Regions from separate parts of the Mus musculus genome. Here region 2 is linked to region 1. Evidence: chromatin contacts called from public promoter capture Hi-C data. All regions are on one chromosome and are shown on one strand. Each heading gives the region's core, a stretch centred on a gene start, on an enhancer-like site or on the middle of the called end of the contact. The rest is flanking DNA. Distances are from core to core; before and after follow the strand shown. Region 1 holds the start of Wdr75 (WD repeat domain 75). Region 2 holds the start of Nabp1 (nucleic acid binding protein 1).

Region 1 (6,141 bases), core at 605-3,104:
TTCTAATGGCAATAGAAAAGCATATAACAACAGATAGTAGCCCTCTGCAATTTTCATCTTTCTCACTATGACGTAACAAAGTCTTAAAAGCACCTAGGCTTTCAAACATCTACACTGACTTCTCTATTCCTCACTACACAGTCAAATTTCTTGTTTTGATTTTGTCAGCTCAGCTAGTTAAAGATCAAACCATTGACCAAAGCTTTAAAAAAAAATCCTATCAGACTTGGAAAATGATATGGACCAAACACCTCATTTAACAGACAAGGTGAGGCAATGTTCAATGCAGGGTAAAAATGAGTATAAGGATGAATTTGAAGGGGCAGAACTGTGACAACTCCGCTATGTCCATTTTATCCCTTTAATTCATAAAACAATGTCAACAAAACCCCGTATACTGGTAAGTATACTGGCAGGGTATTGCGGGAGAGTACACCTTCCACAAATACTATAAATACCTTTCTAAAATAGGGGTATTTACTATTTGCAGTTCACAGTTGCAGAGGGTAGAATCCATGACCATCACAGTGGAGCCCATGATGGGTGTGTGTGTGTGTGTGTGTGTGTGTGTGTGAGAGAGAGAGAGAGAGAGAGAGAGAGAGAGAGAGGGAGAGAGAGAGAGAGAGAGAGAGAAAGAGAGAGAGAGCTGGAGCAGTACAGGAGACATCCCTGTGCAGAGAGCTGATAATGGATTAGGCTTTTGAACCTTTCAAGCCTGCCCCATTGGCACACCTCCTCCAAGGAGGGTCTGCTTCCTAATCCTTCAGGAATAATTGCTCCTCTTGGGGATCAAGCATTCAAACAACTGAGCCTAAGTATCTCTACATTCAGAGTGCTCTGAAAAACTAGCCCTACTACACACCTCTTCTAGATGATACAACGTGGCAGCAACAATGCCAGCTGACAAGCAGCGAACTGAAAGCCACTATTGTAAAAGTTGTGTGCATATAGACACTTTCTCCTACAGATCTAACATCTGTTTTTATGTAAAACTCAAAAAAAAAAAAAAGGAAAAAAGGAGCCTGGTAATTATGATGTTTTTCTGCGGGAAAAAGGCTGAATCATTAATGATTTTGAAGTCCAAAACGTTCCACACGTGAACATTAGTCTGCATGGTCAGACCGGTGCACATACGGAGAGAGTGACCATTTTCCAACCGAGCGGCTCCTAGTCCCTTGTAGACACCTGACCTGCCCCTGTAACCGCCAACCTTCCCGCAGGTGGAGTCCTGGGTGCAAGGCACACAGACACAGCAGCAAAGCCGGGCGGCTCCGGGGAGCTCCGGGTCGGTCCATGCGCTGCGCGGCGCCGCGGACTCCAGCCTCGCAGTCCGACCGTGGGCCGCGCCGCGCCGGGCACTCCCCTCCCCGGCCCGCGGTGCCCGGAGCCCTGTTGACCCGCAGCCTACTGCATACTTGGAATCCACGGAGAACACGGCCCTCCTGAAGTTCAGCCGGCTGCCGCCGCAGCGAACCACGCGGACTCCCTCTTCTACCATCTTCACGCAGGCGCAGGAAGCACCGAGCACCGGCCGGATTACGAACTTCCTTCATAGGCCGACTGGCCTGGCCCTACTCTTCCGCCCGCGGCCCGCCTGGGCCTCTCTAGCCTGGAGACTCTATGGTCGGCTCCACGCCTACGCCGCCATCTTTAGTTTGGGCAGGGTCAAATTAAAACCCTTGTAGAAGGAGTAAAGCCCAACAGCCACGCACAAAGTTAAATCATACCAGATGCCGCTACAGCTATTCGATACAGAAGAGAGTTTTCTCTTCGGCCTCTTTTACCGGACTCTAAAGGTTCCGCCAGAAGCGGAAGTGAACATCCTTTCTCCTACTGAAGCCGTTGCCTTTTCTGTCACTGTGATTGAGCGACAGCAAGATGACGCAGTCACCCTACTCCTATCCCACCCCCCTCCGTTGCCTTTTTTTGGGAGGGGGCGGGGTTCAAAGAGCGTCTTCTTGCAATGGTAACTGAAGTGGGGCGCTTTAGCTCTTTATGGCGGTTCTATGAGCATCGCTAAGTTCCTGTAGCATCTACGCCACACTTGCCAATGCAGTTTCGACTCCAGAATAAAAGTACACCTTGGTGTCAGGGCTCCTGCAGTGATGTCCGGTTTGCTCCAGTTGTTCAGTTCCTGTTGTTCAGAAGCCCTGACTTCTGAGGATGTTGATTCTTTTTTTTTTTTTTTTTTAGGTATTTATTTCAGTTACATTTCCAATGCTATCCCAAAAGTCCCCCACACGCTCCCCCACCCACTCCCCCACCCTCCCACTCCCACTTCTTGGCCCTGCCGTTCCCCTGTACTGAGGCAGATAAAGTTTGCGTGTCCAATGGGCCTCTCTTTCCACTGATGGCCGACTAGGCCATCTTCTGATACATATGCAGCTAGAGCTCCGGGAGGTACTGGTTAGTTCATATTGTTGTTCCACCTATAGGGTTGCAGATCCCTTTAGCTCCTTGGTTACTTTCTCTAGCTCCTCCATTGGGGGCCCTGTGATCCATCCAGTAGCTGACTGTGAGCATCCACTTCTGAGGATGTTGATTCTTAACACTTTGTGTTTTGTATTCGAGGTTGCTGCATATCTGTGTTGAACCGTTCGTTTGTCAATATTTTCCATTGTGCTGGCTCTTAACGACCCCTAAGGAAGGGCATCTGATATCTTAACCCTAACAGGAGCAGATTCTTGATACATTTGAAATTCACCATAACTTTATGCTGATTCATAGCAGGAAAAATATAATCCTAAGGGTCAAAACATCTATAGATCTTTAGGCAGGAGAGAGAGAGAGAGAGAGAGAGAGAGAGAGAGAGAGAGAGAGAGAGAGAGAGAGACGATTAGTTTTTGTTGGGTTCATAGTTTGGGGAGACAGAGCTAGACAGGAAGATACTGATTCTGTTTTTATCTCAAATTTAAAGAGTTTCTTTTTCATAATTATGGTATGCTTTTTCATAGTGGAAGAACATAGTGAGCTTAACCCCCCATCCCACCCTAGACTCTTGATGTCTAAGTAATACATCCTTTAAACTTGGAAACTTTGAGATCGGATATATGCTTATTATATTCTGAGACAATGAAGAAAATAAATGATCAAACTAGTTTTTACTTCAGTTGTTTTACTGTTTGGTGAACTTCGTTTAAATTAAGAAAGAATGAGGCTTTCTGATTGGACAAAGGCTAGTTGGACTACTAAACTCGTGAAAGGATTCTTTCCATGCAAAAATTTAATCTACTAACATTTCCAATAAAATTATAATTTGTGTTTTTATTTCTTTTTGCATGAACATTTAGGAACCAAATTTTCTCTTGACAGCTTAATATTTATCATTTCCTCCTCCTCCTCCTCCTCTTCCTCTTCCTCTTCATCCTTCTCTTCATCCTCCTTTGCATAGAACAGGAACACTGTTGGTGCTAGTGCACTGGTTGAGTAATGTCTTCTTATACTTTGATTTTTCTGTTTTGTCATTGTATTAGTCAGGGTTCTCTAGAGTCACAGAACTTATGGGTAGTCTCTATATAGTAAGGGAATTTGTTGATGACTTATAGTCTGTAGTCCAACTCCCCAACAATGGTCAGCAGCAGCAGTGAATGAAAGTCCAAGAATCTATCAGTTGCTCAGTTCCACAAGGCACACAGGGGAAGAAGAGAGAATTTTCCTTCTTCCAATGTCCTTATGTAGGTCTCCAGCAGAAGGTGTGACCCAGATTAAAGGTGTGTACCACCACACCTGGATCTGCAACTTGCTTTGTCGCATGCTGACCTTGAACTCACAGATTTCCTTGCCTCAGTCTCCTGGGATTAAAGGCCTGTACTACCTTGCCTGGGGCAAAGTTTTTCCACAGCCACTATGCCTTAAGATTTTCCATGCCAAGATCCACGTCAGAAACTTGTATCTCCCAGCCTCAAGATCAGGATCACAGATGAGCCTTCCAATTCTGGTTTGTAGTTCATTCCAGATATAGTCAAGTTGACAGCCAGGAATAGCCTTTAACTAAAGACGAACATATTAAAGTAACTCTGTGATGTATATGCTAGTGCTAGATACAAGTGGGGAAACATTTCAATAAATGTCTGTCTTTCTAGAAGACACCTAGCATAGCACGGTTGGGAAGTTGATACAAAATATAAAGGTGTGAGTAGTGTGTTGGGTACACTCTATTATGAATGATGCTATTTCAGACTTAATAATGGGAGCAGTTACTTCAAAAGAAAATCAACCCAAAGAGGCCAACCTACAGAATCTTCAAGGAACTGGGGTGCTTCATAGTACCAGTCACAGATTAAGAGACCCGCCCTTCTTCTCTGTAAGATATATTTTCAGAAAAGCTAATATGAGGATAATTCTAACTGTCATTATTACAACATGTTTAAGTATCATCTGTGTAGTATAGTAGCAGTCGCAAGTATGTATTTTCAATTCTAGACCTTATGGCCATGTGTTTTTATAATTACTTGTCAGTTTTGTTTTAGGTGACAGAAGAGAATCCCCCAGTTTTCATCTTCTTTTATTTAGTTTATTCTCTGTGTTAACTGGGCATGGTGGCTCACGCCTTTAATCCCAGCACTTGGGAGGCAGAGGCAGGCAGATTTCTGAGTTCGAGGCCAGCCTGGTCTACAAAGTGAGTTCCAGGACAGCCAGGGCTACAGAGAAATCCTGTCTCAAAAAACAAACAAACAAACGAAAACAAATCAGCTTTCACAGTGATGAATAAAATGTATAAATTATAACAAAATAAATATTTTATAAGAGAGCATCTAACTCATAACATTCATATTACAATAGTTAAATGTTATAGGGCTTTTATTTATTTATTTATTTTTATTACATATTTTCTTCAATTACATTTCCAATGCTATCCCAAAAGTCCCCAATACCCCCCCCCCCACTTCCCTACCCACTCATTCCCATTTTTTTTTTTTTTTTTTTTTTTGTTTTTGGCCCTGGCGTTCCCCTGTACTGGGCATATACAGTTTGCGAGTCCAATAGGCCTCTCTTTCCAGTGATGGCCGGCTAGGCCATCTTTTGATACATATGCAGCTAGAGTCAAGAGCTCCGGGGTACTGGTTAGTTCATAATGTTGATCCACCTATAGGGTTGCAGATCCCTTTAGCTCCTTGGGTACTTTCTCTAGCTCCTCCATTGGGAGCCCTGTGATCCATCCATTAGCTGACTGTGAGAATCAACTTCTGTGTTTGCTAGGCCCCAGCATAGTCTCACAAGAGACAGCTACATCTGGGTCCTTTCGATAAAATCTTGCTAGTGTATGCAATGGTGTCAGCGTTTGGAAGCTGATTATGGGGTGATTCCCTGGATATGGCAGTCTCTACATGATCCATCCTTTCATCTCAGCTCCAAACTTTGTCTCTGTAACTCCTTCCATGGGTGTTTTGTTCCCAATTCTAAGGAAGGGCATAGTGTCCACACTTCAGTCTTCATTCTTCTTGAGTTTCATGTGTTTAGCAAATTGTATCTTATATCTTGGGTATCCTAGGTTTTGGGCTAATATCCACTTATCAGTGAGTACATATTGTGTGAGTTCCTTTGTGATTGTGTTACCTCACTCAGGATGATGCCCTCCAGGTCCATCCATTTGCCTAGGAATTTCATAAATTCATTCTTTTTAATAGCTGAGTAGTACTCCATTGTGTAGATGTACCACATTTTCTGTATCCATTCCTCTGTTGAGGGGCATCTGGGTTCTTTCCAGCTTCTGGCTGTTATAAATAAGGCTGCTATGAACATAGTGGAGCATGTGTCCTTCTTACCAGTTGGGGCATCTTCTGGATATATGCCCAGGAGAGGTATTGCTGGATCTTCCGGTAGTACTATGTCCAATTTTCTGAGGAACCGCCAGACTGATTTCCAGAGTGGTTGTACAAGCTTGCAATCCCACCAACAATGGAGGAGTGTTCCTCTTTCTCCACATCCACGCCAGCATCTGCTGTCACCTGAATTTTTGATCTTAGCCATTCTGACTGGTGTGAGGTGGAATCTCAGGGTTGTTTTGATTTGCATTTCCCTGATGATTAAGGATGTTGAACATTTTTTCAGGTGCTTCTCTGCCATTCGGTATTCCTCAGGTGAGAATTCTTTGTTCAGTTCTGAGCCCCATTTTTTAATGGGGTTATTTGATTTTCTGAA
Region 2 (5,872 bases), core at 484-2,983, 5.7 Mb before region 1:
CCAGGTGAAACTGTTAGAACTAATATTCATTTGTGAGCCGTTAATCAGTTGGAGATGTCTTCTGGTTTGGGGATAGGGTGCATGAGTCTGTCTACCTCTCCTCTCAGTGTTGGTCAGCCCCGAGAACCCACCTAGGGCACACCCCTACAGGGCCTGGTCTCTTAGTGTTTGGGACCTCTTTAAGGAATGTGTATATAAATAATTCTGAGCATCCCTCTTAGTCCTTTTTATGAGGGCAAATGGTTGAGAATTCAGGGAGTGGCTAGGTCCCCCACCCCACCCCACCCCACCCAGATCCCTGGCCACAACTTTGCTCTATTATATTGTTTGTTTTTCAAGGCAAGGTTTCTGTGTAGCTCAGGCTGACCTTGAACTCACAGATTGCCTGAGATTCCTGAATGGTGGGATTAAAGGTGTGCTTCACCTCTAGGCTGCTCAATGTTCTTAACATGGCTTGTTATTTATTCTTAAACTTTTCTCTATGCTGTTTCTCGGTATTATCCTTAAAAAGAAAAAGAAGTGTGTTTTTGATATATACATTTTCTATTTTCCACAGTATTTGCTTATATGATTCTCTAACATGCTAGAATATACTCTGCTGTTCCCATTTCTTCAATCTGTTTTGGAGGGTTACAATCATACTACTTAAACATAAAATACTTCTGGTTGAAGCCTCCTAGGGTCAAGATTGCCTAAATTGAAATCCAGTTTGGTTATTCTCTAGTGAGTTTTATTACTTGTAAACGGGGGTTAAAATTATCACTCACCATGAGATTAAATAACAGGTAATTATTTTCAATAGAAAATTGATGAAAAGAAATACTGATCACAGATCTATTTGCGACTGTACTTGGGCAATTTATTTATGACCCCATTTTATCCTCTATGAGGCAAGGATCCTAGTTTTATTGTTCAGATTGTTAAATTCTGGCTAGGAAGCTTAACCAACTAATTTCAAGGTCACACAATTAGCCTCCAGCTTGTTTGGTGGCAAAGCACAACCCTCCCTTTCAGGTTTTGTTTTAAGGTTCCCCTTCACCAGTGTATGGTTAACTCATCTTAGTTATATAAAAGCCAAGTGCAATTTAAAGAAAAGGGTTAAGGAAAAAATGAAATATCTGTGGAACTTAACTATGTATGGCTATTATCAGCATGAAAAGAGGTTTATTTACAAGTTACTTTTAAAAAGACCACCTCGTGTTTCTGGATCCCAATTTAAACACCTCTAAAGTACGAAGGTTGATCGCCAAGTTGCCTGCGACTGGGAACCACTCTCTTGGAAGCCTCGGACACCTTTAGTTCGCCCTTTTTTCTCTCTCCTTGATCCTGCTCGATCACTCTCTCCGTTCCTTCTCAACTGCATACTTGCTCTAACCACGGGGTTCGGAACATCTGAGTTCCACGTGATCGCGGGACTGAAGGGCAAAGGTGGCCTTACTGAAGGATCCTGAGGAATTAGAAGAAGCCAGGTCTCCCTCGGAGCACCAAAAGACCCAGCCCTACAGAAACCCGGAAGACGTGGAGCGACCAGCGGGAGGAGGGTGTGGCCGAGAGACCATTGGTCGGCCGGGAGGCGGTGCTTGTGCTGACAGTAGGGGAGGATCCAGGGAAGCTGCGAGCTCAGTGGCGCTGTGTTCCGCCCCAGAGGCGTGCTAGTGGGCGTGGTGACGTCGCGTGACGCCACAAGGGGCGGGGCGCGGCTTAATAAAGCCGGCCTGAGGGAGCGTTCGCCAGTTGCTGCTTGGGACGCGGGCTGCGCGGTTGGTGAACAGCCTTGCCGTTTTGCTGTCACGTACCTTCCCTGAGCCTGGGACGGAGGGGGCGCGCGCGTGTGCGTGTGTTGTGTGAGGGACAGCGGGACTCGGGCAGGGCCGTCTCCTGATCCCTTTTCCCTTAGCGGAGGCGGCAGTGCGCACGCTGGTTTGCTCGCCGCCCACTTGGGAGCGGGCTCAGGGTGCGGAGTGCGTCTTCGGTTTTGTTTTTTGGTTTTTTGTTTTTTTTGAACTTGTGAGAGTCTTTTTCCCCTCCCTTTTCCATTTTTATTTTCTTTTGGCTCCGTGCCTCTAGGGCTGGTTTACCCGGCCCCTGAATTACCGCTTCCTGACCCCGGTCGCCAATCTTGCCCCAGGTTGCTCCCCGGCTCTGCCCCTGCCCCTCCCCGAGGGTGGGAAGCCTTGCCTAGTGGGTCTCTGAAGCGTAGCCGCACCTGCCTCAGTATGCACGGGGTCAACGACCCTCCACTTTTTATAAAAGACATTAAGGCCGGACTGAAAAACTTAAATGTCGTCTTTATTGTCCTGGAGATAGGTAAGTGAGGTCCGCAGCCCGCCCCACACCCTCGAGAGCTCGGACCTCTTCCCCGCCCGCGACCCCACGTGCTCCTGGCCCAGAATCCTACCCGGGGACAGAAGTCAGTCACGTAGCGAGCCAGAGGAGGGTGAAAGAGCTCCCTCGAATGAACTCCTTATCTAACACACCTTTCCTTCTCCCCTTTTTGATTTTTAAATCTTCACAGGACGAGTGACCAAAACCAAAGACGGCCATGAAGTGAGATCCTGCAAAGTAGCTGATAGAACGGGAAGCATCACTATTTCTGTGTGGGATGAGATCGGAGGGCTCATACAGACAGGGGATATTATTCGGTTGACCAGAGGGTAGGTGTGCATAAATTGGGGTAGGTGTGGGTTTGGCCGACTTCGGGGTTCTGAAGTTGTTTGGCTCTTCCATGGGCCACTTCAAGAAGGGAGCTGTTTTAGTGGACCTCACTGGGAGCAGCTCACCTTCACAGCTAATTTGTTTTAGGTAGGGATTTAACTCCCCTCCAATTTTAAAGGTTAATTTTATTTTTGAGAATACCGTGTGGAAGTCAGTGAGCATTTATCAGTGAGGCTGATAAAAGATCACATTACCCTTTCCACCCTTTCTTGGAGACTGGGTTTTTCTGTGTAGCCCTGGTTGTCCTGGAACAATTCTATAGACTAGTCTGTCCTCGAACTCACAGAGATATACCTGGAAATCAGTTCTGTGTGCCACACCAGTTGGACACATTTCCTTTTTAATCAGTTCGTGTATGAAGTATAATGTCTTCCACCCCTTTCCTTTTTTGGTACCTTTTTTTGTACTCAATACTCATCGTTGTGATATGGACATGAATGAATATCTGGAATACTCATTCTTGAAAATGATTTCATCTGTAAGATCAGAGTTTCACAAAACCCAAAATAATACACAGTGGCAGAAGTTAATCTTTGATTCATTCAGAGTATTTAGTTGGTTATGGAGTTGGAATACTTTTTTTCATAGACTTGAAAATCTTACCAAATGTTGGCCTTAAGAAAAGTTCAGGAAAGAATCTTAAAAGTAGAATATGGAAGCTTCTGTGATTGGGAGAATTGTAATAATTTTATTGGTAGCCATCAGAAAAATAGTTGACAATTGCTGCTGAGCTAAGAGAATGGTAGAAGTATTGAGTCTTTGGGCAGGAGTTCTTTGATCCTATCTCACAGGCCTTACAACATTTTCAGGAAGTGAGGTAAGGTATCATCAAAGCAGGAAGTGAGAGTCAGAATTTAGGCATCTTATTCTCAGACATTGAGTCATTGTGACACTAAATTACATCTTTTTAACGTCCATGTCTTTTCCCCCCCAAAAATCACTTCTTTTGGAGGTTATGGGGAGAACTACAATACTAATACTAATCATAATATATGTTTTAATGAAGTTACCCACCTTGGTAGTTGTACAAAGAAACATTGAAAAAGCCAGACTTTGGTCTGATTCTGCTAATCTAGATTTAATGATGTCATTCACATTTAAAATTGCTCACACTAAACAATTGGTTTCATTCTGTTGATATTAAAAGTTGCAAAATTTGGGGAAACCAGCAGGGCAAGAAGATTAGTGGTCTATCTTTTTTATAGCTGCTTTAGAAAGTGCCAAACTTTGAGGAGCTTGAGAACTGCTGTCTGCAGAAGTAGACATAGTACTGTTATATCATCCTTGGCCATGTCAGTAACACAGACAATGCTGGTGTGTTGGCTTTATGTACCTTGTGGCTGAAAGGCAATACAAATACTGAATTTTTACTATTAGAAGCTCCTCCTTAGAATACACTTTGAATTCTATTTCTTTGAGTGTGTCTTTTGTCCCCTTCCTAGGCTCCTCTCCTCCTTAACCAAGCTTCACACAGGTGTTAATACCCATGCCAGTCTTCAGAGAGTAGAAAACATGTACGTTCTTCTAACTGTAATGGAGAGAATTTTACAGATGTTTTTTTTTTTCTTTAAAGTTTTTAAAGTTTATTTTATATATGTGAGCACACTGTAGCTGTCTTCAGACATACCAGATGATGGCATCGAATCCCAATTCAGATGGTCGTGAGCCACCATGTGGTGCTGGGAATTGAACTCAGGACCTCTGAAAGAGCAGTTCGGTATTCTTAACTGTTGAGCCCCTTACAGATATTTCTTCTGTTGAAATAGTCTGTTTTAAAGTAATTTTAAGGTGAACTTTAGTTAACCAATCAAACCAATTCTTCACTAAAAAAAAACCCATCTTTTGTTAACTGCTGATAAAGTCATTAATCATCTAGAAATAACAATAAATATGTACTTTACCAGAACACTACTTCTTTCCACTCATTCTCCTTGTACATAAGCTCAAATTTGATTTCATGTTTCAGTTTTCTCAGTTCTGGGATTCAAAATGTGTGTTACCATGCCTGGTCAAGATTTTATCAAACTATGCATTCCAGTTCCTCCTGAGGCTGAGACAGGAAGATGGCAAGGTTGGGGGCTACTTGGCTACAGAGCAACCAACCTGGGCAGTTTAGGGAGATGCCTAAAAATCAGGTTTAAAATCAAGTTCTAGGAATATAACTTAGTGACAGAGTGCTTGCCTAGTATGTTCAAGGCCTGAGATCCATCTCTAGCAGTAAAAAAAAAATTTTTTTCCTAGGGTTGTTATTTAGATGATTATGTCTTTTTTTTTCTTTTTCCAATTTTTTATTAGATATTTTCTTCATTTAGATTTCAAATGCTATCCCAAAAGTCCCCTATACCCTCCCCCCTGCCCTGCTCTCCTACCCACCCACTTCCACTTCTTGGCCCTGGTGTTCCCCTGTACTGGGGCATATAATGTTTGAAATACCAAGGGGCCTCTCTTCCCAATGATGCCCGACTAGGCCATCTTCTGCTACATATGCAGCTTGAGACACGAGCTTTTGGGGGTACTGGTTGGTTCATATTGTTGTTCCTCCTATAGGGTTGCAGAGCCCTTCAGCTCCTTGGTTACTTTCTCTGGCTCCTCCCTTGGGGGCCCTGTGATCCATTCAATAGCTGACTGTGAGCATCCACTTCTGTGTTTGCCAGGCACTGGCATAGCCTCACAAGAGACAGCTATGATGATGTCTTAATGTGGCAGTAGAATTTTCTTTGTATAATTTCTTATTAGAGTTACAGTTACAGTGACTGTATTTGACTTGACATGGTGAGTAGGCCCATGTATAAAAGTATACATTCCCTCTAGGTATGCATCAATGTGGAAAGGATGCCTGACACTTTATACTGGAAGAGGTGGTGAACTTCAAAAAATTGGAGAGTAAGTATTAAAGTGCATTTTGTTTAATTAAATTTCAAATAATGTCTACAAAATAATTGGTAAGTATGAACTATATATAAGCCACTAATTTTGCCTTTGGAGACTTGGCTTTATGCCATAGGTAGGTAACTGTTTTAAACACTATCAGGTCTGCTCCCTTTGAGAAGGTAAGCTTTTCCTAGCAGACCTGTGTTTAGACCAGCCCCAGTGGGGTCCTGTTTAACTTTAGAAAAATGTGTTTTTCAGGTGTCATTCGAAGTACACGCTCTTGATT

What was found. Promoter capture Hi-C pulls out the DNA fragments that hold promoters and counts their contacts.
Region 2: a contact with region 1 is called in a promoter capture Hi-C map of pre-B cells. The contact joins the promoter of Nabp1 here to the promoter of Wdr75 in region 1. A contact is called at or near these places in 2 of 39 promoter capture datasets (the HPC-7 cell line and pre-B cells) and 1 of 484 Hi-C or Micro-C datasets (pre-B cells).

The regions. Positions count from the first base shown.
Region 1 is chr1:45,790,879-45,797,019 of GRCm38.p6, reverse strand. Wdr75 (WD repeat domain 75) reads right to left here and starts at 1,854. Exons shown (of 21, transcript NM_028599.3): 1 at 1,416-1,854. The coding sequence starts at 1,498.
Region 2 is chr1:51,474,260-51,480,131 of GRCm38.p6, reverse strand. Nabp1 (nucleic acid binding protein 1) reads left to right here and starts at 1,733. Exons shown (of 6, transcript NM_028696.3): 1 at 1,733-2,307; 2 at 2,516-2,654; 3 at 5,527-5,598. The coding sequence starts at 2,217.